2 separate regions of the Sus scrofa genome follow, and region 2 is linked to region 1. Evidence: chromatin contacts called from public HiChIP or PLAC-seq data. All regions are on one chromosome and are shown on one strand. The core of a region is the stretch at or near the end of the contact, and the rest is flanking DNA. Distances in the headings are between cores, read along the strand shown.

Region 1 (2,901 bases), core at 199-2,698:
CGAAGCCTCCATCTCCAGGCATGCTGGGGTGACTGTGCTTCTCAACCCTAGAGGGGGTCCTGGAACCTGGGGATGGGCAGGAGGAGAGGAGAGGCAGGTGCCATCACCTCTCTGATCTGCAGCCCTAAGGAAGAGGGGTCCGTACCTCACCCACTCAGTGAGAAACACGGGTTTTGACTCTTAGCCCCACAAGGAGCTCAGGAGGTCTTTTGGCAGAGCTGGATCCCAGGTGCCTCCCAGCATAGCAGGGTGTCCACACACCCTCCCCAAGGGCCAGCCTGCAGCTTTCCTGGGGCTGGGAAGGTACTGCTGGGGGGTGGTGGCAAAATGCAAAGACAGCTTTAAACCTTTGGCTGGGAGCACGTTAAAGCCCAGGGAACTGGATCCCTGAAGGAGAGGCAATAGAGTATCAGAGTGTCAACCCACGGAATTGGGGCTTTGAATCAAATGTATCAGAATCATAAGTTCTATTGAGGGGAGATTGGAGAATGTTTTTATTCTCCAGCTATATTCAGGCTCAAGAGATTTTAGAAATACAAATAGCCCACTCTGACATTTTTCAAAGGGAAAATTGCAACATTAGTTTTGTAAAGACTACAAATTTTGATTTGCGTCCCAATATTAGGGCAAATATTCCACATTTCAGTTGAAGTTTGGTTGGGTATAAACCCGTGCTGTTGCAGACGTGGTCTCGGGGCTGGCTCGGCGCAGCCTGCTCCTCCCGGACCTCGGGTTACTGGTGAGGAAGGCTCCTCTCTCCATCCCTGGGCTCTGCTGCTTGCTCCCCTACACCCCCTGTGGATCCCACTACCCCATCCCGTCTGGAGCGGCACCTGGACTAGCTCCAAGTTGCCTCCTTTCCCGAGTGCCCCACCTCTGCCAGGCTCCTCCGGCTTCCAGCGCCACGTCTCATTGACACCTGGGGTAGATGGCATTTCCAAACCTCACCCAAGGTGCAGAGTGTGGGAGTGAGCACAAAGGCACACAAAAAGAGACTTGCTGTTTGGGATTTTAAAACGGTCACATATTTTGCGAGTAAGATTTTTCCTGAATTCACAGATTCTGTAGATGCGATACTCTGCCCTTTGATATTCTAATTTTAAAAAATCAAAAAGGAGTTCCTTGGTGGTCTAGTGGATCTGGCATTGTCACTGCTGTGTTTGTTAGAGCTGTGGCCTGGTTTCGATCCTTGGTCTGGGAACTTCTGCATGGCATGAGCATGGCCAAGATAAAAATAAAAAAAATAAATACAACAAAAACCCAAAGAGCTGGAGTTCCTTGTGGCTCAGCGGTAATGAACCCAGCTAGGATCCATGAGGACTTGGGTTTGATCCTTGGCCTTGTTCAGTGGGTTAAGGATCCGGCATTGCCATCAGCTGTGATGCACGTCACAGACGCGGCTCAGATCCGGCATTGCTGTGGCGTAGGCAGAATGACCTTGCTTGCTCATTTTGTAACCCAGAGTTATGCAAACTTTACTTAACTGAGTCTCCCATGGCTCTCTGAACTCAACTCTACTGGCTGCTCCTGCTTTTTTTTTTTTTTTTTTGTCTTTTCTACGGCCACACCCGCGGCATATGGAGGTTCCCAGGCTAGGGGTCTAATCAGAGCTGTAGCCACCAGCCTACGCCATAGCCACAGCAATGCCAGATCCTTAACCCACTGAGCAGGGACAGAGATCTAACCTGCAACCTCATGGTTCCTAGTTGGAGTCATTTCCGCTGTGCCACAACGGGAACTCCTGCTCCTGCTTTCATTGTGTTCTCCCCTCTGACTTTATTGCACTTTGAGGAATGAAGAAAACTTATTCCTGCCTTAGGGCCTTTGCTCTTGCCATCCCCCTGCCTCCTGGGATGTTCTTCCCTTGCTTTGCATAGCTCTCCTCCTCACCACAAAATACCACCTCCCGTGTGTCTACCCAAGTCCCTCTCAAAAAGCACCTTGTTTGTCAAACTTGCCGCCATCAGGTCACCATATGCCATCAGTTGCATGGTATATAGATGTGTTTGCATGCTGCCTATTCCCTCCCTTTTTCTTTGTCTTTTTAGGGCCATACCTGCAGCATATGGAGGTTCCCAGTTTAGGGATCCAATCAGTGCTGCAGCTGCCAGTCTACACCACAGCTCACAGTAACTCCAGATCCTTAACCCACAGAGCAAAGTCAGGGATCGAACCTGTGTCCTCATAGATACGGGTTTGTTAACCACTTAGCCACAATGGGAACTCCTGTCTATTCCTTCTCTAGTACCTCAGCTCAGGCTTGGAAGGGAGGCTGCAGAGTTGTTCAGGGCTGTGTCCTGAGCACCTAGGACGGTGCCGAGCACACAGTAGACAACTCGACAGGTATCTCTGAAAGCACAAACTGTCCTCTGTCACAAAGAGGAACAGTCTGGCTCAGGCAGGGTGCCACCCGTCCCAGGTCACCTGACTGGAGGGCAGCCCAGCTGGGACCCAACCCCAGGTTTGTGACACAGGTCCCTCCCTCTCCCTCAGCCTCACACCAGGGTTACAAGTCTTGCGATGGCACTAAGCTGCCCCGCAGAGTCGATGCCTCTTCCGGAAGAGGCACCGACTGAACTGGGCCAACCACGGCTCACCCCTACATTTCATCTGGATGAAGTCCAGCTGGTGGATGGCCTGCAGCAGTGGCTCGCTGTCCAAGGTCAGCTCAAACTCCGCAGACACTTTGGGCTCCAGGGCGCCTTTGACCCACTGTTCCTGGGATACCTGGACACGCTTGATCAGGGCGTCTGAGATCTTCAAGGAAGCATAGGGTTGAGGGGTTTTCGATGTGCAAAGAAAAAAACCACGCAGCAGGTGGGGAGGAAGGGAAGAGGCTTCATCTCTGTGGGCTCAGAGGCCGGAGAGCAGGGCTAGGCTCAGGCTCTGAAGTCTGAACGG
Region 2 (2,901 bases), core at 277-2,776, 130 kb after region 1:
AACAGTTTCTAGTGACACAGTGGAGGACAAGGGTAAGTAGGATGGGAGGGTGGGAGAAAGTCTGTCCCAAGTAGATTCAGAAGAGAAAATGAGGTTAGTGATCATGAATTTCAGGTCTCCCCTATAATGCCAGATGCAAGGGTAGGTAGGGACAGAGTAGGCAATATGCTGCATTTAACCAGGGTCAAAATTTTGCCAAGTGAGTGGAAAAAGAACAGGAAATTGGGATCGCATGCACCAGAGTGATTACCATGTCTGACAGTCAGAAACTGGTACATATTCATACTGTCTGCTCCCTGGTAAATTACTATGTGCTGTGTTTTTGGAATGAAGATTAATAGAAATGGGATCGGAAATGGGAGAAAAACATAGTGACTACCCATAATGTGACAGACTCTTTGCTAATGGCCCCCAAAGAACTTCCAATTTTATGACCTTTTTTTTTTTTTTTTTTTTGGTCTTTTTGTCTTTTTAGGGCAGCATCCAGGGCATATGGAGGTTCCCAAGCTAGGGGTCCAATCGGAGCTGTAGCCGACGGCTTACGCCAGAGGCACAGCAAGGCAGGATCCCAGCCAGGTCTGCGAACTACACCACAGCTCATAGCTCATGTCGACGCCGGATCCTTAACCCACTGAGTGAGGCCAGGGATCGAACCCGTGTTCTTATATGTGCTTGTCGGGTTCGTTAACCGCTGAGCTACGACGGGAACTCCCAATTTTATGACTTTTAAAACAAAGGACCATTCCCTATAAAGAGACTATGAACACTTTGAAAGCAGAACTTTTACTTCCTCATTTTTGGTTTTTGTATCACCAACGTCTAGCACAGTGCTTTATACACAATGCTGTCCATTCCATAACCACAATGGATGAAACCTGAAAAAATATCTAGAGAATTCGCCATAGGTTATGAAGCGCAAAGATGGCAACATCTGTCTATCAGAGGGAAAACAACTAAGAATGAAATAGCTTTACCGTCAACCTAATCTGACCTTTAAATTTCTCGGCACAGCGCCTGCATCCATCAGGTCCGAGGATCCGTCAGCAAACGTGACGGATCTGAGAAAAGCACTGTGGGGTGTGACTTCTCTACTACTCTAGGTATTCAGGCAAACATTCGACGGGGAAGGTCGAGCGTCAAAATTTAGTCTGTATTAGAAGACCCTGAAACTGTTGATTTTTTACATTTTATCACCCTGAACAGCTGATACAGATTCCATGGTCGCTCACGCTCCCCAAATCTCACTGCGCCATTTTTTCCCCAAGGAACCCCACAGCTGACAACTCACACAGATGGTTATCTTCAGCACGCCGTGGTTATAGTCTCGGTACAACTCCTTGGCCTCCTGGTTGCATTCGATACACCTGTACTGGCAGGAGGCTGAGGCAGCAGTAGGAGTCACTGCCACCCCATCCGCCTTCCCCTTTCCCGCTGTCACCCCTTCTGCGTTCCCCTTGCCTGGCCGAAGCCCACTCCGCCCACCAGTGCCCATTTCCACGCAACTGCAGCCCAGAACTTCCGATTCAGTGGCGGGGCAGACGTCAGACGCCAGACCGGAAGCCTTGCGCGCGCAGTGCTTGATGGGATTCGCAGTCCCGGCCCCAGACAGGGGGACCCAGACTGGCCTATATGGGACTACAACTCCCAGCAGGCACCGCCACTCTCTTTCTTCAGCCCCCCTGCCAAGGCCCACCTGCCCGCCTCGGGTAAGGGCTGGGAGGCCGCAGCGCGCGGCGAGGGACGCCGCACATGCGCCCTGAGGGAAGATGGCACCTGCCGGCTGCGGCTGCTGCGGCTGCTGGGGCGGCGCTGTGGCCGCCGCGGGCGCCGCCCGGCGCGTCCCGGTGCTGCTGCTGCTGGGGGTACTGTCCGCTGGGCCGCGGCCGGGCGCCCTGGCCACCGAGCACTACTCGCCGCTGTCCCTGCTCAAGCAGGAGCTGCAGCACCGGCAGCAGCAGGAGGCCCCGGCGGGCGGCGGCTGCAGCCCGCAGTCCGGGGACTGGGGGGACCAGTACTCGGCCGAGTGCGGCGGTGAGTGGGCGGCGGCGGCGGGCGGGCGTCCGGGTCGCAGCGGAGCGCCGGGTGGCGGGGCCTTGGGGGCTGCGGGCCCCGGGGCCGATGTTGCTGGCCGCCCAGGTCTCGCTGCCGCCAGCCGCGGCGTGTGCCCCCGCGGGAGACGGCTCCGCGAGGTGTCACGCCGGGGCCGCTTCCCACCGCTCACACCCACGCCGCTGTGCGCCCCTCTGCCGAGGCAGCCTTGGGAAGGGCGGTGAATAGTGAAAGAGCTGACAGCATGCTCCCGAGGCCAGGGCGGCCTCTCCGCAGTCCTCATAACTGTTGAAAGGGTGGAGGAGGAGATGGCAGGTGTTCCAGGGCAGCCCCCGGCCCCCACGGGGGCTGTGGGAGCCTAGGGAAGTACCGACAGACCAGGAGGACCGGACCCGCGTCCAGAGCCGTGATGCCTGGCCCATCTTAGGCCTGGAAACGAGATATCCGCCCCTCCCGGTTGACGTCTTGTGTTAAACACAGAGTCTAAAAATTTGATACCTGGAAAAAGAAGGGAGCAAAAGAGCAAGCCCATTGGATCTGCTCATTGACATCTTGCTTCTAGTTGTTTAAGATTGACCTGTGATCTGTCAGGTGTTTCCCAGGGCGTAAAAAGTGCCCTGGGGCACCCTGCCCATGTGTATCAGAGCTGTGTGTGTATTGGAACTGGGCCAGCTCATTCATTAAGATTGGGCGCTTTTGGCCTCAATTTAATAACTCATGGCAGATTCCTCAGGGGCAAGGTACTTTTTTTGTTTATGAGTTCCGTAGTTCTTTTTAACCCTTTAATTCCCTCCCCTTTCCCTTTCTTCCTGCCCTCCGCGAGTTCCCTTAAGGCCTGCTTTTGAAACGTCT

What was found. HiChIP or PLAC-seq counts read pairs in DNA pulled down with a chosen protein or histone mark.
Region 2: a contact with region 1 is called in an H3K27ac HiChIP or PLAC-seq map of alveolar macrophages. The contact joins the promoter of ARV1 here to the enhancer-like site in region 1. A contact is called at or near these places in 1 of 5 promoter capture datasets (liver), 4 of 47 Hi-C or Micro-C datasets (brain, embryonic fibroblasts, retroperitoneal adipose tissue and 1 more) and 1 of 2 datasets of contacts at active chromatin or transcription factors (alveolar macrophages).

What each region holds. Positions count from the first base shown.
Region 1 is chr14:59,274,198-59,277,098 of Sscrofa11.1, forward strand. It overlaps TRIM67 (tripartite motif-containing protein 67), which reads right to left. Exons shown (of 10, transcript XM_021072335.1): 5 at 2,604-2,757. Among named protein-coding and RNA genes, the nearest start is that of TRIM67, 28 kb to the right of the region's middle. Within about 2 kb of position 1,449, at least 2 of the 83 cell types and tissues checked have an H3K27ac peak or open chromatin away from gene starts, as enhancers often do. A contact at or near this core is called in alveolar macrophages, where this site is marked.
Region 2 is chr14:59,407,467-59,410,367 of Sscrofa11.1, forward strand. ARV1 (ARV1 homolog, fatty acid homeostasis modulator) reads right to left here and starts at 1,527. Exons shown (of 6, transcript NM_001243293.1): 1 at 1,289-1,527. The coding sequence starts at 1,492. It overlaps TTC13 (tetratricopeptide repeat protein 13), which reads left to right and starts at 1,662. Exons shown (of 21, transcript XM_001926644.5): 1 at 1,662-2,031. The coding sequence starts at 1,767.